2 separate regions of the Anser cygnoides genome follow, and region 2 is linked to region 1. Evidence: chromatin contacts called from public Hi-C data. All regions are on one chromosome and are shown on one strand. The core of a region is the stretch at or near the end of the contact, and the rest is flanking DNA. Distances in the headings are between cores, read along the strand shown.

Region 1 (7,716 bases), core at 3,002-5,501:
CACCTGGAGGTCTTAACTGAGTCATGAGGGGTCTGTAGTTTTGCATGTTTCCAGAAATACATCCACAACGGGGAGAACATCAAGTGTGATCTCTAAAAAAATCCAGGATGCACAAGATTGCGCTACATCTAATGCCATACTAAACCCAATCCACTTGTTCATTTTTCCTTTAACTAGAGGCAATGCTACCCCGCCCACAGCACAACACTTTGACCTTCCCTTTGGAGTATCAGATAACTGAAAAACATTCACTCTGTGACCACAAGGAGCATCCATTTTATAAGCTGAAACAAAATACCCCATTGGTCATAAAAAATGTTGTTCAACCCACTTTAAAGCCAGGTGTGCAGTGGACTGTGTAAAAAGTATATGGCATGAATTGCATAAGGGACTACCAAAAGAATTATTTTTGTTCTCAAATTATTGCTACAGGAATAGCTACAAATCACTCTCTGTGTTACCGTACAACATAATAGAGGAACTGTTTATAATTTTGTTTTCCACAGATCAAGTTCCCATCACCTCCTCTGAACCAGCCATCTACAAGTTTTTGCAGTTTTTCATGGCTGCACTGGTGGCACAAATTAGGGCTAACTTAGAAGCTATTCTAACTTGTAGTCTCCCATCCTTGATCCTAAACTCTTCTGTTACCTAGAACTGGCCAGGAGCAGACCACCCTTTCTCATCTTAATGTCACAGATCCCAGGAGAAGTAGAATAAGACACTAAAAGGCCACTTGTGTTTGTTTTATAATGCTCCTATTGTGAAAGAATTCCCCAGAATGAATATTAGGGGAATACTGAAGACTGTTGGTGTTTACGCAGGCATGCTGAGAGACCTTGACTGGAGACCAGACCCTGGTTCCCTATTCCCTTAATGGTGCTGAATGTCCAGAAAAGGATTTACCAAACTTGCACCCATTGCTTACACCTCTAATACCCTTGTGGACTGACAGAATAAAAAGAACCAACTGTTGTTCCTTGGTGAGAAGAGCAGCATAATGAGATGAGATCTTTTAAGAGACACCAGTGCTACTTGGATTAATGTCACCTAGTGTAAGGGTGAGTCTGGAGCTTGCTTCCTTAAGCTACCAGTGATAAAGAGAAGTAGAATGCTCAGAAGACAGTTCAGCACATCTGGGACCACAGAATTACAGAATGGTTTGGGTTGGAAGTGATCCTTACAGTACCATCCAGTTCCAACCCCCCTGCCATGGTCAGGGACACCTCCCACCAGACCAGGTTGCCCAAAGCCCCATCCAGCCTGGCTTTGAACACCCCCAGGGATGGGGCATCCACAACTGGTCAACCTGTTCCAGCATCTCATCACCCTTATGGGAAAGAATTTCTTCCTTATATCTAACCTAAATTTACTCTCTCTCAGTTTAAAACTGTTACACCTTGTCCTACTGTTAGGATCTGAGTAACGTCTTTGACACCCTCTTCCTGAGGACTATAGAGGAAATCTAATGGACTTCTGCTGTTCTTTACTGTACACCCTCTTACCACCATAAACAACTTTGTATTATCAGCAAACTTAGGCATTTCACTTCTTAGCCTCTTTCCAGAGCATTTCTGGATATATTGAAAAATGCACAGATGCTTGCAGTAATCCTTTAATGGTCTCTTCTGTTGTTGAATGCTAACACAACTCTCTGGATGTTATATATTTTTGTCCTTAGCTGAAGCTAAGTGGTGGTTCATCAGGGTGGTAATTTCAATCTTCCATGAAGTAATCACCAATGGTTTCTAAAAATGTGGGTCCAGCTTCATGTCCCTGTGCTACATTTGCCCACTTTTTATGGCAACTGGAGAATCCAATTACATTTATGTGCTGTGCCCTCACTAAGTCTGATCTCCCGCTGCCACCCAGGTCAGTAGAGAAGCAGACGATCAGACTATATGCTTCTTTTTGGGTCTGAATCTCGATCCAAACAGATCAAATGAGTTCTTTGGTATTCACTGATGGTGTTAGTTTGTTCCTGTGAACTGATTCTAAATTGTCCATGAAAACAGTGCTACTGTACCACCCGTATGTTTTTTTTCTATATTTTCTGTATATTCTGTGTTTGTATTTCAGTGTTTAATCAATTGTCTTCCTACTTCAGAGTTCCCTGTAAGACAGTGTCTTCATTGACAGCTAAACACAGCAATTCCTCCATCTCATTTCTTTGTCTTCTCACACTTGTGTATAAGTACAGGTGTTGATACTCTGCTTCACTATTTGGCACTCTGTTTCAACTGCCTGTGCTGTCCACTTTATGCTTGATGGTTTTCATCCTCTTCCAGATTCTTAATTTGAGGACAGAAAATTCATGTGTGAAACATGAAACATAATGGGAAACGCCATCCGGAACCATGCGCTCTCCCATACATATTGGTTTTCCTATGCTAATCAGCTTAAAAGCTCATTTAGAGCCTTGCTTTTCAGGGCCAGAAGCTTGGTTCAGATGAAGCTCATTCTTTCCATATAGGTTCCCATTATACTCACAGTGCATCAAGTACCTCATGAATTGGAAACCACCTTCCTTCTGGTAATCTGCTGCCTCCCATTTTTCCCCTCTTTTCTTTCTCCAGGAGATAGTTCAAAGGACACTACAGTAGAAGTCTTTGCATTCAACAGCCTTAACCTTTGTGCCTGTAACTTCTCTCTTGCCCTTTGCCATAAGAATGGTATCCATAAGTACGAAAGCTGTAGAGTCAGCTGGGTAAAGGAAGAAAAGACAAGGAAATTTTGTGTTAAAGTGCAGCCTTGTTTATTAAAAATCTAACTACTGAAAAGGCACAGTTGCATCTAACATAGATAAACATACACAAAGTCATTTTTCTGGTGATTGCCCCAAATATTTTCACTCTGCAGCCTGTTCTCTGCTTAAAGTTTGAAAGATTACTACTGCCTTTACTACAAGGTCAGGGCCAGATGACTTCAGTCAAAGGGAATTCAACTGTAGACTTGCCAAATTACTGTTTGTAGTATATGATGTAGCACTTAAAGAAAAAGTTGCACAACCAGAAGAATGGAAAGAAGGCTTTATAATAGGTTTCTCTGAATCTTTAAAATCAGAAATTTTAAAGTAAGTTCTAGGAGCAAGCCAGGGAGATACTGACCAAGATGTCTGGTAGAAATTATGGTAGAGAATGGATTGAAACTGGTACATGTATGCGATATAATGGCAGGAGGGGACATGCTTCAAATCACGAGACTTCTCTGAAGAACTGAATATGAATAGGTTCTTACAGGAGTTCAGAGATATGCAGGAGCTTCCCAATGAGAAATAAGTGAGTAATAAGTCTAGACAGGTAGAGTGAGAATGATCTATGAAAGAGATTTACGAAATCATGAGTGGTGCTATAAACGTGAATAAAAAATTATATTTATATTCTATAGGCTGTTTTTAAGGTCATATGTGTCTGTAGTCCTTATGAAACTGTATCAGCATTATGATTTCTGAAGATCTATGAAGGTACGAAAAAAGTTTTCAAAAATTATTACCATTTCTCTGCATCTATGCCTTTAAGCACACAATCTGTGATGAGTAACACAAGCCTGTCATAAGTCCGGGGCACCAAAATTCCCTTCAAGGAAATGGAGTTAATAAATGACCAGTTACTCATTTCCATGGACAATCAGTACGAAGATCACCTGAAAAATGTCAAGTGAAAATTCAGGGAGTCAAAACCTTGAGATGTTGTTGTTGTTCTAATTGTTGTTTGTGATGTTGTTATTAATTGTTGGTGCCTTGAAAAGAATCACAATTTACTTTTTTTTTTTTTAATACATTCTTGTGGCATAGAATAAAATACTATAAATACTTCGTGTGTTTATAAGCAATAAAATTGCTCTTTGCAAAACTTCTGTATCTCACAACAGATGTGGTCAACACACTAATTTCAGTGGGGTTAAATGGAGTGCACTTTCACACATTTAAGATAAACTGTTCTGCAACACTTGTGAGTAAAAGAAGAACTCACAAACAAAGAGAAAATGGCAGCTAAAACTCTAATGTGAAATTGGTTTAAACCAGTTTGAAGATCATGGTCTGTCTGGGTAAGCTTAGACACAGACATATTGACTCAGTCTGCATCCAGGTACATAAGAAAAGTCCAAGAAACTTCAAGGAAGCAATGATGTTTCAGGCTGACTGCTTATCAGACATGCCAGTTGTCTCTTTTCTCTATCTCTTAGCCAGACTCTCAGCCTAAGGACTTAGCAGACAGCACTACGTGTGTGCTGCTGTTATCCTTACAGTAAGCCGGTCATTTAGTACTGCATTGTGCTACGTGGTGAGAGAAACAGCATCCTGCAGATAATGGAATTATAGGTTCCTCAACAACCTCTATGTGCGCATAGAGAAACATAGAGTGTGAGTGTTATGAAGAGAGAGAAAAGGATAGACAGAGAGGGAGAGGGAGAGAGGGAGAGAGGGAGAGATTTTGCTATTGATTAAAATTCTCTATCGGGCTAGCCACTGTACAAAGAAAATATTTTCCTCTTCAGTTTGCTTTAGCAGTTTTTTTCCAAACTGCAGCTTGAAGAAAACAGGAAGAAAAATCCCTCTGTTTTCCAGATATTCTACCAGCATGCCAGCCTTTTCCTAGGTCATCGTATCAATCTTGCTGATTGTTCAGCCCACTGTGATCTGCGTAAGTTGTTTTAGCAGTTGTGTACCAACAGCAAACATTCGCCTTTTGCCTTCCTGTGTCACTGAGCTGCTCTCTTTACCCAGGAGCTCCTGGCCAGCTGCCACAGACAGCAGACTCACCACCTTGACTCGGTCATATTTATTAACTCAGTCTAGATAAACACAGCTGATCAGCAGCAGCCAGGGTCCCTTACTCAGCTATTTTTCCTGACAAACTCTAGCCATAGTGCGTAACTGTGTTATTGACTTGAAGGGTGTCTACCTCCATAGAGCTCTGGAGGAAGGCGTGGTGTCAGTAAGTGAGAGGTACAAAAACACAAGACTCCAAAACAAGCCCTGAGAGCCTCTACAATTCCTAGGAAACAACCTTTTCCAGCTTGACTGAAGAAAGCGTGAATTAACAGACATAAGCTTAATTAATTCACTGGTTCCAATGGAAAATGACATCTCTTGGCCCGCCCAAAGAAAGGAAAGAATCTATGCGTAAAGAGGGGAAAATATTACAGCCAAAAGAGCATAATTATCTTCAGGGAGGGTGATTAATTGCCTGAGAATTACATGGTCTGAAAGATGATGTTTAAATCTTTAGCAAGCACGTAAGTCCACTTCATAACAAATTTCCATGAACGTAACTTTTGCCACACTTGTCAGTTCTGTTTTCAGCTCAGAGATGCTAGCCTGTCTTGCATGGGGGCTGCAGTTAGAGAAAGGTACAGGTATCTGCAGCAGGGAAGAGTGCCCCGACAGCTCATTGCAGCTCTAGTGATGCTTCTCATGTGCAACCATTCTGTGGTGGGCAGAGATATAGTGTTCACAGCAGGCTGAGGGAGGAGATTCTCCCTCTCTGCTCTGCTCTTGTGAGACACCACCTGGAGTATTTATTCAGCTTTGGGACCCCAGCATAAGGACATGGAAGCATAAGAAAGAGTCAAGAGGAGGGCCACAAGGATAATCAGAAGGCTGAAGCTCCTCTCCTGTGAACATAGGCTGAGAGAGTTGGGGTTGTTCAGCCTGGAGAAGAGAAGGCTCCAGGGAGAGTTCATAGAGGCCTTCCAATACCTAAAGGAGGCCTACAGGAAAGCTAGGGAGGGGCTCTATTGAGGAATGTAGTGATAGGACACAGGGTAATGGTTTTAAACTAAGAGTAGATTTAGAGCAGATATTAGGAAGAAATTCTTCGCTCAGAGGGTGGTGAGGCACTGGCAGAGGTTGCCAGAGAAGCTGTGGATGCCCCATCCCTGGAGGTGTTCAAGGACAGGTTGGATGGGGCTTTGGGCAACCTGGTGTGGTGGGAGATGTTTCTGCCCATGGCAGGGGGGTTGGAACTGGATGGTCCTTAAGGTCCCTTCCACCTCAAAACATTCTGTGATTCTGTGATGATTTTCAAAGGAAAATACTGAGAGTCAGAAAGTCAAAACAGTGAGCACAATGATTGCATGCTGTCATCCAGACTGGAAGCTATTTAACTTTCTGTCACTGCATCAAATGATTCTGTCGTGTTTTCTGGTTTCCATTTTTGCCTTAAACAATATAACTGTCTAGATGATTTATGAAATACTCTGAGCAGGGAATATCACAGCACTGCTAAATGAGGCACATTAGTTTGATTGGTATTGGTAGGGCAACTTTAGTTACCAGCAGAGGTCCATTGTGGGAGGAAGGTGAATGGAGTCTTTCCACTACGGACAGCTGTAGCATCAGGCTTTTTTAGTTTTATTATTTAAAATAGTTCTCAGCTGGGATCTGTATGGAAGTCAAAGCTACAATATCTCTATTCAGGGTAAAAAAGCTGTTTTTCACCCTGAATAGAGATATTTTTTCCTGTGATCATACCTCTCATGTTATGAGCTAGGTTTTACCCTTGATGTGATGCCCACTTGTAGTTCTTCCATGACTGCCTGCAGCATGGCTAAAGGCAAGGGGAAATGAGAGAGCCTGTGTATCCAGTCATCCACCCACCAGAGCATGGGACTGAGAGCAGAAAAGGAAGATGAATAGAAAGCAGTTCAAATCCCAGTCCAAATTCACTGAATAAATTTACAGAACTGGGTAAAATATTCCCTCTTACCTTCAGACCCGCTGTCTCAGCTCTGGAGTCATAACAAGGTGGCTTTGTTTTTGTGATCCAGGCTCCAGTTTGAGGAAGGCAGTCAGTCAGCTGCCCTTGCCCATGGTGGCAGGGAAGGGGGGTTGCTTTCTCCAGGACAGGCAGTGGGAGCTGGATTTAGGTGTACCATGCACACCTCCATAATTCATCATCTTCTACTACTTTGGTGCAACTGTTATGCTTTTGGTGCTATTTGGCAAGCATGAACCTTTTCCATGGAAGGGATGTTACAACAGAAACAATATGCAATATTTTCCAAATAATTTTTCTGTCACATACTACCTTAAAAAAGAAGTTGATAGTGTATTGTTATCATTTATCCTGTTCTATAATACAACTGCTTGAGAATAGAGTAAAAAAAGAAATAAAGGCAAACTATAACTGCTAGTGTCATTTTCCAGGTGATTTATATTTCAAAGCCTGCTTTCTCATTAAAAGACAAACAAACAAACAAACAAACAAAAGAAAGAGGACCTCTTGACTATAAAACTTAAAAGTGAATTAAGAGTAAACGTGGTAAAGTCTGGCTACATCTAAGAAACCTGTGAAAAATATTGAATTTTTGAAAATATTGAAGTAATATTTGAAAATATTGAAGTATTATTTGAAAATATTGAAGTCCTTGGTAACACTAATAAGAGATGGGGAGGGACTCTTTGTCAGGGAGTGTAGTGACAGAACAAGGAATAATGCTTTTAAAATAAAAGAGGGTAGATTTAGATTAGATATTAGGAAGAAATTCTTCACTCAGAGGATGGTGAGGCACTGGCACAGGTTGCCCAGAGAAGCTGTGGATGCCCCATCCTTGGAAGTGTTCAAGGCCAGGCTGGATGGGGCTTTGGGCAACCTGGTCCGGTGGGAGGTGTCCCTGCCCATGGCAGGGGGGGTTGGAACTGGGTGGTCTTTAAGGTTCTTTCCAACCCAAACCATTCTGTGATTCTATGATTCTGCAATAATCACAGTTCCG
Region 2 (7,716 bases), core at 2,758-5,257, 210 kb before region 1:
GATTCTTGTTGGAGGGTACGTGTTTTTTCTGAAAACAAGAACTAATGCTTCTGGTGCAAAGGTTAATTTTAAATTCAAAGAATCCCCTAGTTTTAATAAAGGGGCAAAGAAACTCTGTTATTAATGTAGGACCTAGTACAGGACTGAAGTTTCCCTTTTAACTTTAGGGGATGAGGAAAGTGAGTCTCACTGTCCTCACACTGTTCTCTCTTATCTGAGAAGAGGCTTGGACCATCACCAAATTGTGTAGCTCTCACATTTCTTACCTGTGGGCCTGCATGAGTTTGAATCAATGGATATTTTACAGGCAGAACTGTTAGGTAAACAGATTTGCTCCCCAGTCATCAGGTAGGAAGATAATCCAGGTATTTGGCATCTGAGTTCTGTGCTCTGTCTACCATAACACACTAAGGTCTTAATTTAGGTAGGACCACGTGTAAGTTGGAATTACTCTGCATGGAGGTTAAATCAGGAGATCTTAAGATGTCCCTTCCAACCTGTATTATTCTATGATTTTTATGGTACAGCTCATTAGCTCTTCACTGAGAATTTTACCAGATTTCAAACTTCTAGATTTGACTTGAGTCAGGAACCATTTCAATGCAGACACTTTTTTTTTTCCTTAGCTGAAAAAGAAATTTTAACCAGTGAAACACTTAAATGTAATTAAGCATGTTGCATGGATTATTATGACAGGGGTTGAACACTAAGGTGATCAGCTGGCCTGTTTTAAAGACACCGTGTGATGCCTGAGGAAGCCATTGCACTTTCTAATGCAATACTGGGCTTGGCAGAGCAAGCCTGGCCCTGCCCTCCATTCAAAATGTAGAAGAGTAATACGCTACATTTGATTCACTATTAATAGAACAAGTAACCACAAATCATTTAGCTTATTCCCCAGTGTATGTGTTTCTGGACAAATAAAACATACAGCACTTGAGTTTTACTTAGTGCAAAGCAAAGCCCCTTAGGAAATATATAAGGTCATAGTAAAGATTAAATGAAATGCCAAGCCATTTATATAAAAAATATAAATACTTTATTTTCAACTAAAAAGGTGCAAACATGTAACTTTTGGTCACACTTCTCAACAAATGAACTGTCCAAAAAGAGCCATAGTCAAAGACAGAAACAAATGCTCAAGTGGAAAGACTGATTAGCTACAGAAGAGTTCTTCTTCTTAAAGCCACTTGTTCAAATAAAATGGAGGCAACTGCATTTTGCCCAACAGATGAGTGCTTTTTAAGGATACAGACACCAAGTCTTACACTCTCCATCTTTATCACAATACACCATTTCGCCCCATCTGAATGATTTCCACTAGAGTATCTATTTCATGCTTTGAATGCATTGTCAGACAAGCTTTAGATCCTACCTATCTTGTTCCAAAAAAGAAGGCTATCACTGAAATTTCAAAGCATTAAACAAAGGCACAAAACTTTAAATTAATTTAGATAACTGTACAAATATATATACACAGTATTTACAATATTAATAAAAAGTAGCTTGTTACAGGTAAATTAACTGCCACAAGCTGTCCAGTCTAATAGACATGATTCTGATTCTTGTTGACCAAGCCATATGAATCAGAGTGTCAGAGCTGAAACATTATTGTCCTGACTAACAGAACACCTTCTGCTTAGCACTTTGCTGGGTGAGGGTTTGCATTCCAGCTGTTGCTGTCACTAAAACCAGTGTCAGCAAACATGCTAATGGTCTCCTTCTCAATTGCACTACCAGATGAAAAATACTGTACCACATTAAGGGAACACTTGCTTGAATCTGCTTTTCCTGCACATTTCCCTTAACCCCTTCACACCACCTCATGAACAGCATGTTCTGAAGCTGTGTCTTGCTGTGGTCCCACTGTCCGTTTTACCTTCTTCTTCAAACCACCGTTTGGGGTCAGTAGACAAATTGTCTTAGGTCACATGGAGCAGTTTGTTGAAATTAAAAAAACCGATTTAAATACCTTGTGCTATTGAATCATGTTTACAAAATGAGATGCAAATCAGTTCAAGTTGAGAATCTAGTTAGCGTCTCCTTCTAGCTTTATGCCATGTCTCCATACATCTTCCTGTAGTACAGAGACTCGAAGATGTCGTTGTCTCCAGGGCAGTTGTAGTGGCACGCGCAGGTCTTGATGAACATCATTTTCCTTTTCATGATCTCCCCATCAGGGCACTTGAACTCCACGGGGAGGGTGGCTGTTCTGTGGGGTGTGCAGCAGCGCCCGTCAGTGCAGACACCACAGAACTTAGCTCTGTAGGTCTTCACGCTGGTGCAGCCAGACAGCTCAAACTTGATGGGCTTGGAGATTTTGGGGGTGCGAATGCACTTTTTGCCTTTCTGTTGGGATATAAGTGAATACAACATGTTTAGAAGGTAGGCTTTGATGTAGCACTAAGCTTAAATGTTAAAAGCAGGCAGATGCACGAATCCTTACAATGCTTTCAACAGGAGAAAGTGTTTACATAGCATCATAATAACGTGTGAAAGAGAATTATAAGGACATTTAACTGCAAAATATTCACTACTGGGGCAAAACTCAAACTTCATGATGAGCCACTTGAAACTTACTACTGAAACTTACTACCTATCAGAATGCCATGTTCTTTGGTGAGATATTTTTTTGCCAGCTGATGAAAGCATCCTAATAGATCATACATTAAAGCTGAGACTCTTTACCTTGATATTTTCCTCCAGGTCCACTTCACAAGGTCTGACCATGCAGAGCCTGCTCTGTTTCTCCAGTCTGCAGAAGGCATTATCGTTGGTGACCCTGGTTGAGATGCCCATGCCGCAGGTCTTGGAGCAGGCACTCCATTCGGTGGTCTGCACCAGGCAGTTGGCACGCATCATGGTCGGGTCCGGACCGTAAGTGTCTTCCAGTCTGTACGCTGCAGGGGACAGACAACCAGGATGAGGCTACCATCCGAGTTTGCACCCTGCTAGATGCTCTGTCCCCTTCCCAGGGAAATTTCCGTAACTATGCTTATCTGCAGGGCAACCCCACTCACTGCTGCCCTCCGGCTGCTGGGGCAGCCCCACATCAACCCACCCTGCTACACCTGACCCCAAGCAGGCACCCCTTTCCCCTCAGCCCACCACCCACGGAGGGACCCCCACTCACCAGCAAGAGCAGGTCCCACAGCAGTCTGCTCCTTGGGCTCGTCACAGACCCACTCCTCGCAGCACTTGCCGGGGAGCTTCACCCTCCGCGGGAAGGGGCAGTCGGGGCTGGGCAGGCGCACGTCCATGCTGCAGAGGGGCACGCAGCCCACCGCCCCGTCCAGGCAGGTGCACTGGTACTTGCAGCTGCTCTGGAAGGACTCCCCGCTCCGGTACACCATGCCGCCGAAGACACACGGGGCGCCGTCCCGAGCTGCGGGGGCAGGAGGCGGAGAAGGGTCAGGCTCAGCCCCGGCCGCCGGGACCCCGTCCCCCGTCCCCCGTCCCCGGTGCCGGTCCCCACTCACCGGTGCAGACGCCGATCCTGCGGTTGGCGGGGGAGCCGAAGTCGCAGAAGAGCCCCTTGTGGTGGTCGCAGGGGTCGCGCTCGGTGCACAGCTCGCCCAGCTGCTTGGCGCACACCCGGCAGCAGCCGCAGCCGTCGAGCACCAGGGAGACGCCGGCGGGGCAGCTGGGGCCGGGCCCGGCCCCGCACTGGCACTGCCCGCTGCACTCCTGCCCGCGGGCCTCGTCCTGCGCCGGCGGCGGGGGGAGAGAAGGAGACAGCGGCCGTCAGCGCCGCCACGCCGTGCCCGGGCCGGCCGGGGCAGCAGCGGCGGGCGGCGGCGGCACTTACCGGGCCGAGGAGGGCGACGAGGAGGAGGAGGGCGGCGGCGAGGCTGGACGGGGACATCCTGAGGCGGCTGCGAGGCGAGGTCCCGGGAGAGCGCTTCCCTTCAGCGGGGCCGGTGCGGGCGGCGTCTGAGCTGCGCGGCTCGGCTCGGCTGTGCTGTGCTGTGCTCGGTGCTCCGTTAGCCGCCGGGACAGTGGCTGCGTGACTGCGGAGCCCGGCGGCGGGCGCCCCTTTATAGGCGGCGGCGGCGCGGCCCCGCCAATGGGCTGAATGGGGCCGCGCACCAGCAGCCGCATTCCCCGCATTCCTGCGCGCCGCGCCGCCCGCCCCGCCCCGGAGCGGCCCTGACCCCTGGCTCCCGCATTCCTCCGCCTCCCCCCGTTCCGCCCCCCTTTTCCCTTTTTTTTTTTTTTTTAGGGAAAAAAAAAATCGCCGTGTTTTCCTCACGCCGCGGCCCGCCCCGCGCCCGGCCGGTTGCTAGGGGCGGCCCGGGAATGCTTCGCCCCCCCCTCCCCAGGCCCTCGCCGGCCGGTGCCCGCCGCCCGTCCCGGCGTATTCCGAGCGTTTTGTTACGACCAAAAAAGGTATAATTACCCCGCGGGGTGTATAAATTGACTCTGTGTCCTCCTGAATCATACCGAATATTTGTAATGTGTTCCTTTCCTAATAGATGCTCTCTATGAATAGAGAGAGTGCCTATTTACTCTGAAATATTTGGCACAACGGAGCGAGTCTGGAGCATGGAAGAAGTGGCTATTATTTTCCCGCTGCCTGTGTGCAGCTGTCATCCCCGAGCAACACAGTCTTAGCACAGCCCCGCTTCCGAAGCTCCCTGTCAGACCGTCCCGGGAGGACAACCAGGCGCGCCACCGCGCTCAGCCGAAACCCCAGCACCGTGCCTTGGATCTGACCGAACCCCAAACCTACGTGTTGTGGTTTGGATTAAATCCTTGCAGATAACTCTTAGGCTTTGCATTTTCTTTTATTTATTTATTTATTCATAGGCCAGAAGGATGGTTCTTCCCCCCGCTCCCCGTGTACCAGTTGAATATTCAGTGATGTCACGTTGTTTGACCTCCGCTTTGGCACGAGGAATGCCTGCGTTTTGACTCTTGACCCGCAGAAGTATGTTAGCATTTAACGAGAGAGATTGCCTTCGTGCATCTTGTTAGGCAAATTGGAATCTGGTGGGTGTCTTAAAAGACAGCATCTTCTGCATGTAGTCATTCTCCCGCTGCCATATCCCTCCCTCTTTCCATTCCTCTGTACACATGCGTGCTCATATCCATGCTATGACACTGCAATATGTATTCACAGGATTCTTGAGGGAAGAAGATACATTTTCATGTAAAGCCCCAATAGGATATATTGTACTGTAAAACTGTCTTTATATTCTGCCAGCCCTGTACTTTGGCTGCTAAAGTCATTTGGATGTCATTCCGTCTACTTGAAGTTCTCCATTAAAAGAAATGAGATTGGCTCTGAAAGAGAAGAAGTCCCAGAGGAACGGTTATGGTAAATAATATATGTTCTCAAACATGAGGCCGCCCGAAATCTCTATTTACTTGAAGGACTCCAATGGCCTCAGTGCTGGGTAAATAATATGTGTACCAAACTATGTATGACATGCATACCAAAATGCAAATGTAACCAGGTAAACAGAATGCCTTTTTTAAATGCCTAAATATGGTAGGAGAACATCAGAGAGAGAGAGGCTCTAGACATGTTTTATAACTTTCCATGTAAGAGGTTTTTTCAGAGAATCAATTTTATTAAACAAAACCCGAGAATCTCACCGACAGAAAAAGTCTGTTTAAAAGTAACAAACCACCAGAAAGCCAGGAAATCCAAAATTAAAGGATAAATCTGTCCTAAGTCCTCACACTGCGGGCCAAGTACAGCAAGCCCCATCCACTTGCTGCCCTGAGAAAAAAGACTTACACAGGCATTTGGACCTCAGAACTAGTCCTTGCACAGACTTGAATCGGGAGTTAGCCCCCTGAGTTACAAATTGTGCCAGCCAGTGAAGTGGGATAGGGATCAGTGCTCTTCAGGTTTGCCGTTTTGTCATTTTTGGTTTCTGCGCTGTTGAATGTGACTCACCATCTACCATGGGGCGAAGGGACCCTGGAGTTAAGGGTGGTTCTTTCAGAGGCTAAGCTGTCGTTAGCTTGTCCTCTCTGGTGACACTGTGCCACGAGCTGGAGAAGAACATCTTGGCATTGAGGCATAAAATGGTTGAAATGCACTCATTTTGACTTCCATGCAGGTGTTTATACAGGACATGCTTTTAAGATAGTATATTTTTTCTGCTGAAATTAGGAATTCACTACACTGGCCTTGCAGACTTGTTTACACAGCTATATACGGTATGCATGTGTCTACATCAGCTTCGGTTGGTGCAGTTCCTTTGGTGAAGTCTTGTAAAATGTACAGGTGTGGATATGCTAAATTCCTCTCTTGTGTTTTTCCTTCTTCTTTTTTTTTTTTTTTTTCCTCCTTCCCCCCAAAAAGTCACTTGATCGGGTATCAGACATACTGAAAACCTGGCAAGACTACAGGAAAGTGGCTAGACTTGGAGTGTTTGTGTACTTAAAGAAAGAATCTTGCACATTTTCAACTTTCAGTCACAGATATTTTTTTATAAGAGCAATTGGAGGTCTGAGCCAGCCCTCAAAGCGGAAATCAAAAGCTCCAGAGAAACATACCCGAGGAATGTGAACGGGATCCAAGAACCATACGCAATGCACATACAGTACTGTCAGTCTTATAGGAAGTCTGGCCATATATGGACACCTGGACCCTGGGCTGTTTATCATCACCGCGGGCTTGTAGCTGGCTTTGGACCCTTCCTGGCTTGCCTCGGCTTTAGTGTGCCAATTAGTTCCTTTCCCAAAATGCTCACCAGGATATTTCTTAAGCATCGTAACAAATATATCTCAAAATCCAGAGAGGTCTCATTAAAGTTACGTTCACAGGCTTTCGCTTAAAATGCAGGTTCCGAGCAATGCTTGCTCTGCTAGCTCAGAAGTAGACACAAAATAAAAATAAAGAGATTTATTCTGTCGTGACTGTGGTTGCCTGGTATTTATCTTTCTTAGAAGTCATCTGCTGACTTATTCTATGCATCTGTAGGCACAGAGAGTGCTTCTAAAGCAGACTGCTTGCTGCACTTTCACTCGTCCTTCTCTGGAGGCATGTGTGCACTCACGAATCAACAAAGGCAGAGGAAAACAGAAAACCTCATTTCCCAGGAGCTGTCAAGCCAGTTATCCACGTCGTGCTGTTGTTTTATTGTGTCAGTGAGTCACGTGGCTCAACTCTTCTGCGCTGGAGCAACAAAGGTTCACTTCAGCTAACCTTGCCAGTGATATTTTATTTGCTAATAGTCATTAGCTCTTCTCCAGGGTGAAGTGGAAGGAGAAGGCTGGGCGGTGCGCTGGATAGAGGGCATAAGGCCTGTGGAAATGTTCGCTGCTGAACTTATGGACGTAGTCCAGGTTCCTCGAGATACTAGGTCAGATTCTCTGCAAGTGTCAAGCAGGTCATTTCATTGAGTGCACTGTTGGCCATCGAAATATCTGCACTTGAGAAGTCCAAGTCCATCGAGCTAAGCCTACTCAGCAGTATGAGTAAAGCAAATCCATCCAATGTAATTCCCGTTAGCAGATCCGAGTTCTCTTGCTTTCTGTAATCATTGTCCTTAAACTTATGTTCTTTATGTTCGAACTTGTAATGCTTTATTGCTTCTAGAGTCACTGGGAACGTTGCTTTCAGCTCTTGGCTTCATTCTTAAAAAGTAACTGGAGTGTTTCACAAATGTGTGTGGTCTTAAAGCAGCAACGTGGTTACTGGAAGTAGAATAATCAAAATGAGTATTCAAAGCACACGTAAAACTATTTGTATGAAAG

Evidence for each region. A called contact is a pair of places that touch in the nucleus more often than the background predicts.
Region 2: a contact with region 1 is called in a Hi-C map of liver, with 2.5 times the contacts expected there. The contact joins the promoter of CCN2 here to the enhancer-like site in region 1. A contact is called at or near these places in 3 of 7 Hi-C or Micro-C datasets (granulosa cells and liver).

The regions. Positions count from the first base shown.
Region 1 is chr3:62,686,291-62,694,006 of Taihu_goose_T2T_genome, reverse strand. No RefSeq gene overlaps it. Among named protein-coding and RNA genes, the nearest start is that of MOXD1, 71 kb to the right of the region's middle. Within about 2 kb of position 4,251, at least 2 of the 3 cell types and tissues checked have open chromatin away from gene starts, as enhancers often do. A contact at or near this core is called in liver, where this site is marked.
Region 2 is chr3:62,894,716-62,902,431 of Taihu_goose_T2T_genome, reverse strand. It overlaps CCN2 (cellular communication network factor 2), which reads right to left and starts at 4,007. Exons shown (of 5, transcript XM_048075774.2): 1 at 3,809-4,007; 2 at 3,480-3,705; 3 at 3,134-3,385; 4 at 2,689-2,900; 5 at 1,017-2,349. The coding sequence starts at 3,865. The coding sequence ends at 2,053. It overlaps LOC125184219 (a long non-coding RNA gene), which reads left to right and starts at 4,169. Exons shown (of 4, transcript XR_010830386.1): 1 at 4,169-4,389; 2 at 4,476-7,716.